2 separate regions of the Sus scrofa genome follow, and region 2 is linked to region 1. The links are chromatin contacts, called in public Hi-C maps. All regions are on one chromosome and are shown on one strand. Each heading gives the region's core, a stretch centred on a gene start, on an enhancer-like site or on the middle of the called end of the contact. The rest is flanking DNA. Distances are from core to core; before and after follow the strand shown.

Region 1 (5,469 bases), core at 922-3,421:
GACTGTGTGTAGACCCTGCACCACAAACATGCTTGCCACCCTCCCCCCAGCAAATCTAGTTTAAGTCTGCTCTTTGTTTGCCAAGTAGAGAGATGGGGAACCAGGATGTGAGGGATGATCCAGCCTCACTCTTCTTATGTTCAAAACCCTACACCAGCCCCCTCCTCCCTCTGACCACTCCACATCCCAAATCTGAGCTGCAGGTTCTTTAACTCTCATCAGAGCTCCCCAGCTCACTTGCTCTAATGCAACCTCAGTGGCCCCTGGGAATCCCACAGGTGATGGTATGTGGAACACTCTTTCTTCCTCCCTCCTGGTCCTCTGAGTCTCATACCTGAGCTTCGGTCCCCGCAGATTGCACATAGCCGTTTGCCAGCCCCAGGGCCACCTGGAGGGGGTGGACAGTGCAGGCCCCGGACCCCTAAGACTGGTGGCTTCACATCTTCAGGGGGGCCAGACCCACCCCCAGGGAGCGACACTGTTGAGTTAATCTGGGATGGGGGAAATAGGGAAGTCACAGGAAGACTCATTGGGAAGGATAATTTTTCAGAGGTGACAGAAATCACTCCCTACCACTAGGCAGGGCCCTGCATTGCACACTACAAAGGGCATTATTGACACTGCAGTGCCCATGAAGGGCCACCCCCAATGAGCACAACCCCAAAGAGGATGAGATATAAAGGTCCCCCTGAAATTGTGCAACACAATGGCCCCGAAGGCTTGTATCTCAGAAGGGCAGCTGGGACAAAAAGGGCAAAAAAAAAAAAAAAAAAAAAAAAAAAAAAACAATCACTAATAGATGGAAAGGGACATCAAGAACACCTGGGTTCTTTTATAGGGTCGGGGAGGAGGCATGTACTGAACGATCAGTCACTTCAGGAAGGGCAAGGGGTCTCGAAAGGACTTCAGGCCTGGCAGGTCAAGGGGCCATGGGGAAGTTCACTCAAGGATGTGGAGTCACAGGAAAACAGGAAATGAAAGTGGAGAGGCAGGAAGTGGGTCACAACCTCTCACCTGGGGACTGCTGACAGGCCCGGAGAATCCTGGGGGAGCTGGAGGGGGCAGACCAGGGGACCCCATGGAAGAGCTGATGACTGGAAAGGGGGAGCCCAGTGGGGGGGGTGGCATCGGGGGTGGGGGTGGGGCCCCAGAGCCTCCAAGGGATGCAGCTGCTGAAGGTGGTAGGGGTGGCCCAGGAGGAGAAGGGGGAGCGGCCCCCTGGGGAAGGGGATTTGGGGAGGAACTGTCTGGGCTTCGGGAGTCTGGGGAGGGGTACACACAGGCAGACACAGACAGGAGAGACAAAAAGAGAAAATGAGTCTTCGATCATCCAACCGGAGACTTTTAATTCTTTCTCTGATCCCCCACCGCACCCCCACCCCACCCCACCCCACCCACCCCTTCCTAAGTTCAGAGGTACCCTGCTGTCAAACAACGGCTTAACTCCTAACTGTGGTGAGAGGAAGGGGTTGCCAAAGAAGAGGACAGTTCAGGTGAGGCACGTTCCAAGCAATGCATTTGGTCACCCCAGGCCTGGGGCATCTCGTGTGGGTGGGGCAGCACGTGGTGTGGACCAGTCAGCACCTCCATTCCCAGTTTGGAGCCAAACCAAGCAGGGAAAAGAGACAGGCGGAAGAGACCCCTCCTAGGACGCAGAATCTGCCTTCAAACGTCCAGAATCCTCAAGCTCAAGGTCTACTGTCCCACTCCTGGGATCTCAGGAGTGTAAGGCCTCAAGCGGCCGGCCACCCCTCGGACGGCGGAAGCTCCCCTTCCCCGCCCCGCCCCGGGGGGAGGGCGCTAAGGCCCTCGGGAGGGAGGGGACGCGTGTTTACAAACAAGGGGGCGGGAGCGCCTGGGAAAGAGCATCAGGGGAGGGGGGGTAGGGGCTGCTGATAACGCGGTCACTGCCTTGCCTGTCCGTCTGTTAGGACACTCACCCCGCCCGCTGTCGCCCATCCCGTCCCGTCCAGCCTGCCCCGGCTCCGGCTCCGGGGTTTGTTGTTCTCCGGCTGCCGCTGCCGCCGCCGCCGCTGCGGGATCCAGCCAGGGCCGCCGCCGCCGCCACCGGGACGCGACCCCACAATGCATTTCTTTTCGCACCCCCACCGGCCCACACTGCCCTGCGGCATGCCGCTGGGGGAGGAAGGGCGGGCGAGCCGCCCAAGACATGATTCCTGGCTGAGTGTAGGGATGCCGAGAGGGTACCAGGGATTCTCAAGAACTGATCGGGGAATTCGGCTAGCACGAGGAAGCCCCAGAGAAAAAGACTTTGGCCTGAACCGAGTCAAATTAAGCGCTTCGCTCTGCTCTGTACCCAAATGACAGCGCCGATGTGGCAGCCATCTTGGTATAGACGGGAAGTCTCCGCGCTAGTTCCCGCCCCCTCGTCTAGTTGGAAACCGAGGAGGCGGTCTCCTCCAGCCTGTTAAGCGGCCTCGCCCAGCATCCCCTCAAATAACCTCCACACTCGCGCGTGCGCGCCAGGACAGGCGCGCTTCATAGCTACCGGGATGCGGCCATATTGGTAAAGTATTGGGACCAAGGTAGAACCGAATTCCCTGTTCTCGCGGGAGCTGGAGGTGGGACTGCCACGTCCGAGCAAACCGGGAAAGGAGAGGATCCCGGAGCCGGTGAGAATAGCCCGCTTTTCTCTGCTGTCCTTTCCAAGCCTTTTTTCTCAACTAGTGGGCCATAGAGACGAGGGCCCAGAGAGTCCAAGAGTGGAGGATCAAAGCCTAGAGCGGTATCCCGGGGGCCCTACATCCGGGAAGGGGTTCGGGATAAAGAAAACGAATCTTGGGGACAATGTGGGTGGGGACAGAATGGGACGGGGAAGCGGTCCATAGACGTGGACAGAGGGCGCTATCGGAGTAAAGCGGACCCTGTATAGGTATACAGTTGAGGGTCAAGTGGAGTCATTGTCTGTGTCCCTCTGGTCAGCGTGATGGCCAGAGGCCTGGGGGCCCCCCACAGGGTGGCCGTGGGACTGCTGACGTGGGCAGCCTTGGGGCTGCTAGTGGCCGGACACGGGGGTCATGGCGACCTGTACGAAGACCTGCAGGAGGACTTGCATGGCCACAGCCACAGGCATTCACATGAGGATTTCCACCATGGACACAGCCATGCCCATGGCCATGGCCATACTCATGAGAGCATCTGGCATGGGCATACCCACGGTCACGATCATGGACATTCACATGAGGATTTGCACCATGGCCATATTCATGGCGACTCCCATGAGAGCCTCTACCACCCAGGACACGGACATGACCATGAGCACAGCCATGGAGGCTATGGGGAATCTGGGGCTCCAGGCATCAAGCAGGACTTGGACACTGTCACTCTCTGGGCCTATGTGAGTCCCCCGGGATGGGGCAGAGGGGGGCGAGTTCTGGATTGTTGGGAAGTCCCACACCTCTTGACCCCTGACTTTCCCTCACTAGGCACTAGGGGCCACAGTGCTCATCTCTGCAGCTCCATTTTTCGTCCTCTTCCTTATCCCGGTGGAGTCCAACTCACCTCGGCACCGCTCTCTGCTCCAGATCCTGCTGAGTTTTGCTTCGGGTGGGCTCTTGGGAGATGCCTTCCTGCACCTCATTCCTCATGCTCTGGGTAAGTGACCTCAAATCTTAGAGTGTTTTATTCTTTGAATGAGAGGGTTCTTTCCTCTTTGTGATCCCTGACCTTCTAGTGTCCCCCCAATACACACCTTTTGTGTGGGATATTCCCTTATCTAACCTTTTCCCCCACTTCTTCCAGAACCCCATTCTCACCACCCTCTGGAGCAGCCCGGACACGGACATTCCCACAGTGGTAAGGAAGGGGAGGATGGAGATAATGGTTTGGGGTGCTAGGGAAGGTCTGTCCCTCCCTGTTCTCCTCTACTTGGGGAGGAAGAGTCTGGAATCTATATTTCTCTTAATGTCTCAATGTGTCCATCCCCAGGCCAGGGCCCCATTCTGTCTGTGGGACTGTGGGTCCTCAGTGGAATTGTCGCCTTTCTTGTGGTGGAGAAATTTGTGAGACACGTGAAAGGAGGACATGAACACAGTCACGGACATGGACATGCTCACGGTCACACGCATGGAGGTCATGGACATGGAAGACAGGGTGAGCCTAGGAAATACTTTAATGAAAACCGTCTTGCCTACCTCTGAATCTGCTCATTTTATGGCTCCTGGGTGGGAGGGGACTCCCCTTTTGAGGACATATTGGTAGGTCTCCATTCCCCACTCTTACCAGCTCCTCTTTTCCCCTCAGAGTGTCCTTCAAAGGAAAAGCAGAGCTCAGAGGAAGAAGAAAAGGAAGCAGGGGCATCGAGGAAGAGAAGAGGAGGGAGCACAAGGCCCAAAGATGGGCCAGTGAGACCTCAGCATTCTGGAGAGGAAAAAGCAGGGTCAGGTGAGGGCCAGGGTTGCATACACTTGGACAAGGGGCATCATCACGAGTTACATGGAAAAGGGCTGTGGGTAATGGCAGGTGTCTGGAAACACTGGGGCTGGGCATGAAGTGGTCTCTTGGGGGAGATGTGATAATGGCTGACTAGGGTTCGGACTAGGGTTGAGGAGTGCCTCTGATTGTTTCATCTTTCTTTTCTCCTGTACAAGACTTGCGTGTGTCAGGGTATCTGAATCTGGCTGCTGACCTGGCACACAACTTCACGGATGGTCTAGCTATTGGTGCTTCATTTCGAGGAGGTCGGGGGCTCGGGATCCTGACCACGATGACTGTGCTGCTACATGAAGTGCCCCATGAAGTGGGGGACTTTGCCATCTTGGTCCAGTCTGGCTGCAGCAAAAAGCAGGTTGGTGTACCAGACATGGTTGTCTCAAGCCCTTTACCCCCTGCTCACCCAGCCCAAACTCAGACTGCCACCCATTAGTTCCAAGCAAGTTGTACTACAGGCCTACCTAGTTTGATTGTGCTTCTTTATTGTACTTAACAGATATTGTGTTTTTTACAAACTTGTGACAACCCTGTGTTGAATAAGTCTGTTGACGCCATTTTTTTCCATCAGCACTTATTCATTTCATGTCTCTGTGTCACAGTTTGGTAATTCTTGCAATATTTCAAACCTTTTCATTTTTATCTCATTTGGTATGTTCATCTGTGATCAGTGATCTTTGATGTCATAACGGCAAAAAGATTGTAACTTGTTGAAAGCTCAGATGAAGATTAGAATTTTTTAGTACCTTCTTTTTTTTTTTTTTCTTTAATGGCTGCGGCCGTGGCAATGGTAGTTCCCAGGCTGGGGATCGAACCCTTACCTTTGCGGCGACCCAAGCTGCTACAGTCAGATTCTTAACCCACTGTGCCACAGCAGAAATTCCATAAAGTAATTTTTAATTAAGCTGTGTATATGGTGGACATAATGCTGCTGCACACTTACTAGACTGCAGTATAGTGTAAATATAACTTATATGCACTGGAAGCCGAAAAAACTCACATAACTTGCTTTATCGTGAT
Region 2 (5,469 bases), core at 793-3,292, 2.0 Mb after region 1:
GTGTGAATGTCTACACTTGTGTTACAGTTAAATGGAATTCGAACCACACATATAACCTTAAATTTTCTGTTAGCCACTTTTAAAAACTAAAAAGAAACAATATACTATATTAAGTAATGTACTATAACATATCCAGAGTACTGGTATAATATGTAATCAATATAAAATTAGTAATGAGATATTTCTTTTCTTTTTGTGTATTAACTCTTTGAATCTGGTGTTTGTATTACACTCAGCACATCTCCAGTCCACTAAATTTTCTTTGGAAACACTTGACCTGTAATTCAATTTCATGAAACTAACTGATGAAGAAGTGGATTCACATTCTCAACCTGTTCCAAATTTACTTAGAAGTTTTCCAGAAACCAAATGGAATATCGATTTTATATTTTTGTAGATTAAAACTAAAATTTAGTTTCTCAAATTAGCCACATTTCAAATGCTCAGCCACCTGTGGCTGATGGCTATTGTGTTAAACAATGCAAGGTATGCATATGTGAGATGAGATTGTGAGAACTACAAAATGATCCTTTGGACACTTTACCTGGATGTGACCAACAATGTCGTCCCTCTCCACCCCCACATGGCCTGCCTTCCATAGGAAGCTAATGTTTATACCAAGCAGTTTTAAAGGTACAAAAGGCATAAATCCTCTCTATTCCAGAGGGAACTAGTATATAGTATAGAGATTTTTTTTTTAATGATTCTATCATAATGTAGAAATAGAGACATGTACAGATATAACCAAAGTACAGAGAGGAGTAACTGGGACTCAAAGAATGAAAAGAACGTGTCACAGGGAGAATTCCAAGCAGAAAAAACGGGAGAAATCCAGGACCACACAGGTCTAGTGAGGTGGTGGGCAGAATACAAGGAAGATCCCGCTGTGGACAAGTTAGAATGAGGTTTAGTTTTCATCCTGGCTGTTGAAAAGGGGGATTGAAACATCTCCTGAGCCTCAAACACCATTACATCCCCACCCACACTCCAGACACACCCCCACACACACTCCAGACACCCCCCAACACTCCAAACATACATACACAGCCACCCCACACTCCAGACACACACACACACACACACACACACACACACACAGACAAACACACACCTGTGACCATTACAGACAGATCCTGCATATCCATATCCCCAAGCTCCTAGATGGGCACATCCAATAAGGATGTGGGAGAATAAACTTCGATCATATATCCACAGAGCAGTCAAGAAGTACTTGCTAAATGTTAACTTCGTGGCATGAGGGAAGTGGGCACAATAAATACATGCTTTCAGGCCTCAGTACCTGTATGATCCAGTTGCTGTCAATTTCCCCCCAGCTGTCATTTCATGGCTCTGTCACACATTTTTTTGAACAATTAAAATTACCTGGGGGAGATATACCTGGTTCCTTCCCTTTCCCGCCAGCCTAGGGCCAACCCCAGTTCTTTCTAGTATCTTCTAACCCCTGTGGTAAGCTCACATGAACACCATTTTAATCACTTAATGGATAAATCTTAGGTTTGGATGGGGAATACACTTTGGAGATGATTCATCTAACGATCCTTCCGGAGATGTTGACAACTCCCCTTTTGTTGCAATTAATAGTGTCTGTATCATCTGCTACCAAATAGTGAGACTGCACAAGTACTTTAATACATACATGTCTGAAAACGTGTAGACAAATTTTCTTGCCACACCCTGCTGCTCTCGCCCCGCTTTTATGAGACCCTCCTCACCTACAAAAATATCTAGTGGATTCTTCATTAATTCGAATAATCAAATTTCTTCACGAACCCAGAGTTTATCTTTTTGGATTAGAGAAAACGGATTTTCACACAGCGCGTTTGCTTAAAACGAGGCTGACCCGGCTCCTCGCCGCCGAGCCCCTCCCCTTGGACTCCGCCCTAACCACGCCTATGCACTCCTCCCCCGCCTCCTCCCTAGGCCCCTGGGGGCGATCGGCCACGCCTCCTCTCTTGCACCGCCTCCTTTCCCCGCCCCCGCCCGCAGTCTATAAAATCCGGAGCTGCGGATCGCTCACGGGAGCGGCGAGCTAGTGGGTAGGCGGACTGGGCATGCTCCGCGGCGGCGCAGGTTTTGGTCATAAGTAGGAAGAAGCTAGAGCACGACACCGGCAAAGAGAAGCGGGAGCTGCCGGCGCACCGCGGCTGTGGGGGCCGCCGCCGCCGCCTCGGAGCAGGAGCGGGGCGGGACTCGAGCGGGCGAGGGTCCAGGCCGTCGGGCAGAGGGCCACCCAGCCTCCCCTCCCGTCCGCTTCTGTCCGCGCGGTGCGCCGGACGTCTGGGTCGGTCGCCCGAGCGGCGAGGACCCCGTGCCCAGGAGCGGACCGGACCCTCATTCTGCCGACTGCGGCCCGAGGGCGCCCCCGCGGGGCCAAGCCGCCCTCGCCTTCTGCGGGCAGCTGAGTGTCCGGCCCGGGCTGCGCGCCCGGAGCCCGGAGCGGCCGCCACTAGCCCGGGGGACCAGGATAGGGGGCGGCCATGGGGCTGCTGTCCCAGGGCTCGCCCCTGAGCTGGGAGGAGACCCAGCGCCACGCCGACCACGTGCGACGGCACGGGATCCTCCAGTTCCTGCACATCTACCACGCCGTCAAGGACCGGCACAAGGACGTGCTCAAGTGGGGCGACGAGGTGAGCACCCCCGCCACCCCGCGCCCCTTTGTTCCGCGAGACGCGGCCCCGGCCCCGGGCAGCTCGCGCCCTGCGCTGCCCCGAGGGTCCCCGCCGCTCCCGCGAGGGTCCAGCACCGCCCAGGGCTGTCCAGGCCCCTGCTCCGAGTCTCTGGCCAGACTTCTCTTTTCCATTCATTCATTCGGGGTTCCTCTCCATTCAGCAAATGCGGATAGGCGCTGGGAGGGTATAAGCGTGGAAAAGTGTGATACTGGGTGCCTGGAGGAGTTTTCAGGCTGGGGTGTTAGGCGACCGCCTAGCGACCCACCGTTCTGTCTCAAAATGCCGTTAACATGAAGAAGGCCGGTTGCTGTTGAGAATCAGGTTTCAGGATTCACTTGCGCCCCACCTCCTCCAGGTACCTGTTAAACCTCCAGCTTATCAGCCACCTTGCACCACCACCACTTTATAGGTAAAAGTTGAAACAAATTATGGCTCAGCTTTCCTAAAGGAGAGGAATCTTCCTGGTCCTTTTTAATTCTAAATGCAGACTGCTAGAGCTTCAAAATTCGGCTTTGTTAGCGCCTTTTCATGGCCTAGATTTAGCATAGAAACTTTCTGAATCCGTGCTTCCACATGTGTGCTGTTTCAGTGTAACGTCCGTAGATTCTCACTGTGTTGAACCATTGTCATTGGAATGATCTGGAAAGCATTGCCTCCTGTTAGATTTAGTCTTTTCTCGCGAAAAGACGTTTATGCCTTCCCCTCCTGTCTTTAAAAGTCACGTGTATTATAGTTCACATAATCAAATGACTTCTCGAAAAGTCCATCTGTATTTTTCATGTTTTTACCTTTTGCTGCCCAGAGCTTGCTCAGGTGTAAATAATTTATCTTCTGGTCAGTGTAATCACTATTGACCTAAGTGTCATGGTGCTGCTGTGTCCGTCCGGAATCTCTCCCTGCAAAAAGTTAGTTTTTCTGTGAGTGGAAAATGATTCTGCCTCTTAAGTTGAAGGAATTGTGCTGTTTTAAGCTAGAAAAGTAAGGCTGGTAATTCATGTTTATGCACCAAGTGATTTTCTGTACTTTATTGGACAGAAAAGGGCTAGGGTATGTGTTTGGTGATAATTCTTTGCTTTTAGTCTAAAGCTAATTAATTTTTTTTACAGCATCTGCCATCATATATATTCATTTGTGTATCAGGTGTATTTTATTATCTATCCTCTGTACTATCTAGATTATTTTAGATTTAAACATGCTGCTCATTTGTTGGTATATTTTATTTTTTAGGGCCGCAGGTGTGGCATATGGAAGTTCCCAGGCTAGGGGTCGAATCAGAGCTGCCGGTCTACACCACAGCAATGCCACATCTGAGCAGCGTCTTTGACCTCCACCATACATAGCTCAAGGCAACACTGCATCCTTAACCCACTGAGCGAGGCCAGGGATCAAACCCTCATCCTCATTAATACTTTTGGGTTTGTTTCCTAGGAGCTACAATGGGAACTCCTGTTAAATTCTGCTTCAGTCATGTCTGGGTAGAGTGCAGGATTTTCAAAAAGAATAAAATTCCTGTTTGCATGTATTGACAGTCCACTGGGAAATAGGCAGCCTGACACAAAGGGAAGAATTGAGATTGTGAGGACTGCCCAGGTGGTTAAGAAAAACAATCCCCCACTCTTTCTACTCCTGTAATAGCACTTCAGTGAAACCTTGGTCTCCCCCAGGTTGGTTCTCTCTCCTCTCCTTGACCAGCGGCTTGCAGAGGCTTAACTCTCCCTTGTGGTACCTCTGCATCTCTGGGCAGAGAGAAGGTATGTATGACTTTGGGGAGGGGTTTGTCTTATACCTGAGTATTTGCTGATGCTTCTGTTCCTCTACTGTCATGTACAGGGACTCATTCTTATGTTATAGAGCATTATTTTTCAAACTGGAGGTCACGATCCGTTAGTGGGTTGAGAAATAAATTTAGAAGATGTTAGAAATCTGAAGTCCTTGTTTCTTTACAGCATCTGACATCTTATTTAATGCAGCTGACACTTGAAAAACTCAGGTTTACTTACACTCGGATTTTTTTCAATAGTAAATACAGTACTACCCGATCCATGGTTGGTTGAATCCATGGATACTGAAGGGAAGGCCAGCTATGGGATTTGAGTATTTGTAGATTTTAGTGTCTCTGGCCCAGGTCCCTTGTGGATACAGAGGGTTGACTGTATATATTCACTTGGGTATTGGGTGTATTTTATGATCTTTTCTCTCCCTTTAGACTTTTTTCTCTCCAAGACTTTAAAAGATGAAGTGGGGTAGGATTAAGAATGTCGATTTATCATATATGTAAGAATATTATGTCAACTTGAGTTGAGAGTGGGAGGAGGCGGTATATTGGGTGCATTTAAATTATTTCTTACTATGGTTGCAGTTAAAGGAATGTGAAAGTCAGAGTCCTACATTTATCATGGCCCCGTTCTTGAGGAGGTGAGCCTCTGAGAGGGAACAGGACAGAAGTAGATTGACACCGTTAGCACTGATCCTTGCATAGAGTCGAAACTCCTTGTCACATCGACCGAATAAAGTCTGCAGGCAGGGTCAGACTGCAAGTGAGCTTGCTTGTATGCATAAGCCTAGGGACACATCTGAGAATAAGGCTGAGCAGATAAAAGTGGAGAAGGGTGTGGTGAGTGGTGTGGCCTGGAGATGAAGGATGGGCCCACCTGCAGAAAGTGGTGTCTGGGATGTGATACGTTGGGCTGTGTTGGTGTGATACCAAAATACTGCTCTTTATGGGAAGTTCTGATGTCGCACCTCGAGGATGGTGAACTTGGATTAAAAAAGAAAAAAG

What was found. A called contact is a pair of places that touch in the nucleus more often than the background predicts.
Region 2: a contact with region 1 is called in a Hi-C map of skeletal muscle, with 5 times the contacts expected there. The contact joins the promoter of GCLC here to the promoter of RXRB in region 1. A contact is called at or near these places in 1 of 5 promoter capture datasets (fetal liver) and 1 of 47 Hi-C or Micro-C datasets (skeletal muscle).

The regions. Positions count from the first base shown.
Region 1 is chr7:25,240,483-25,245,951 of Sscrofa11.1, forward strand. RXRB (retinoid X receptor beta) reads right to left here and starts at 2,172. Exons shown (of 10, transcript NM_001190246.1): 1 at 1,941-2,172; 2 at 1,015-1,262; 3 at 335-491. The coding sequence starts at 2,172. It overlaps SLC39A7 (solute carrier family 39 member 7), which reads left to right and starts at 2,528. Exons shown (of 7, transcript NM_001131045.1): 1 at 2,528-3,358; 2 at 3,447-3,615; 3 at 3,763-3,816; 4 at 3,949-4,113; 5 at 4,264-4,404; 6 at 4,611-4,807. The coding sequence starts at 2,948.
Region 2 is chr7:27,207,526-27,212,994 of Sscrofa11.1, forward strand. It overlaps GCLC (glutamate--cysteine ligase catalytic subunit), which reads left to right and starts at 2,043. Exons shown (of 16, transcript XM_003482164.4): 1 at 2,043-2,648. The coding sequence starts at 2,499.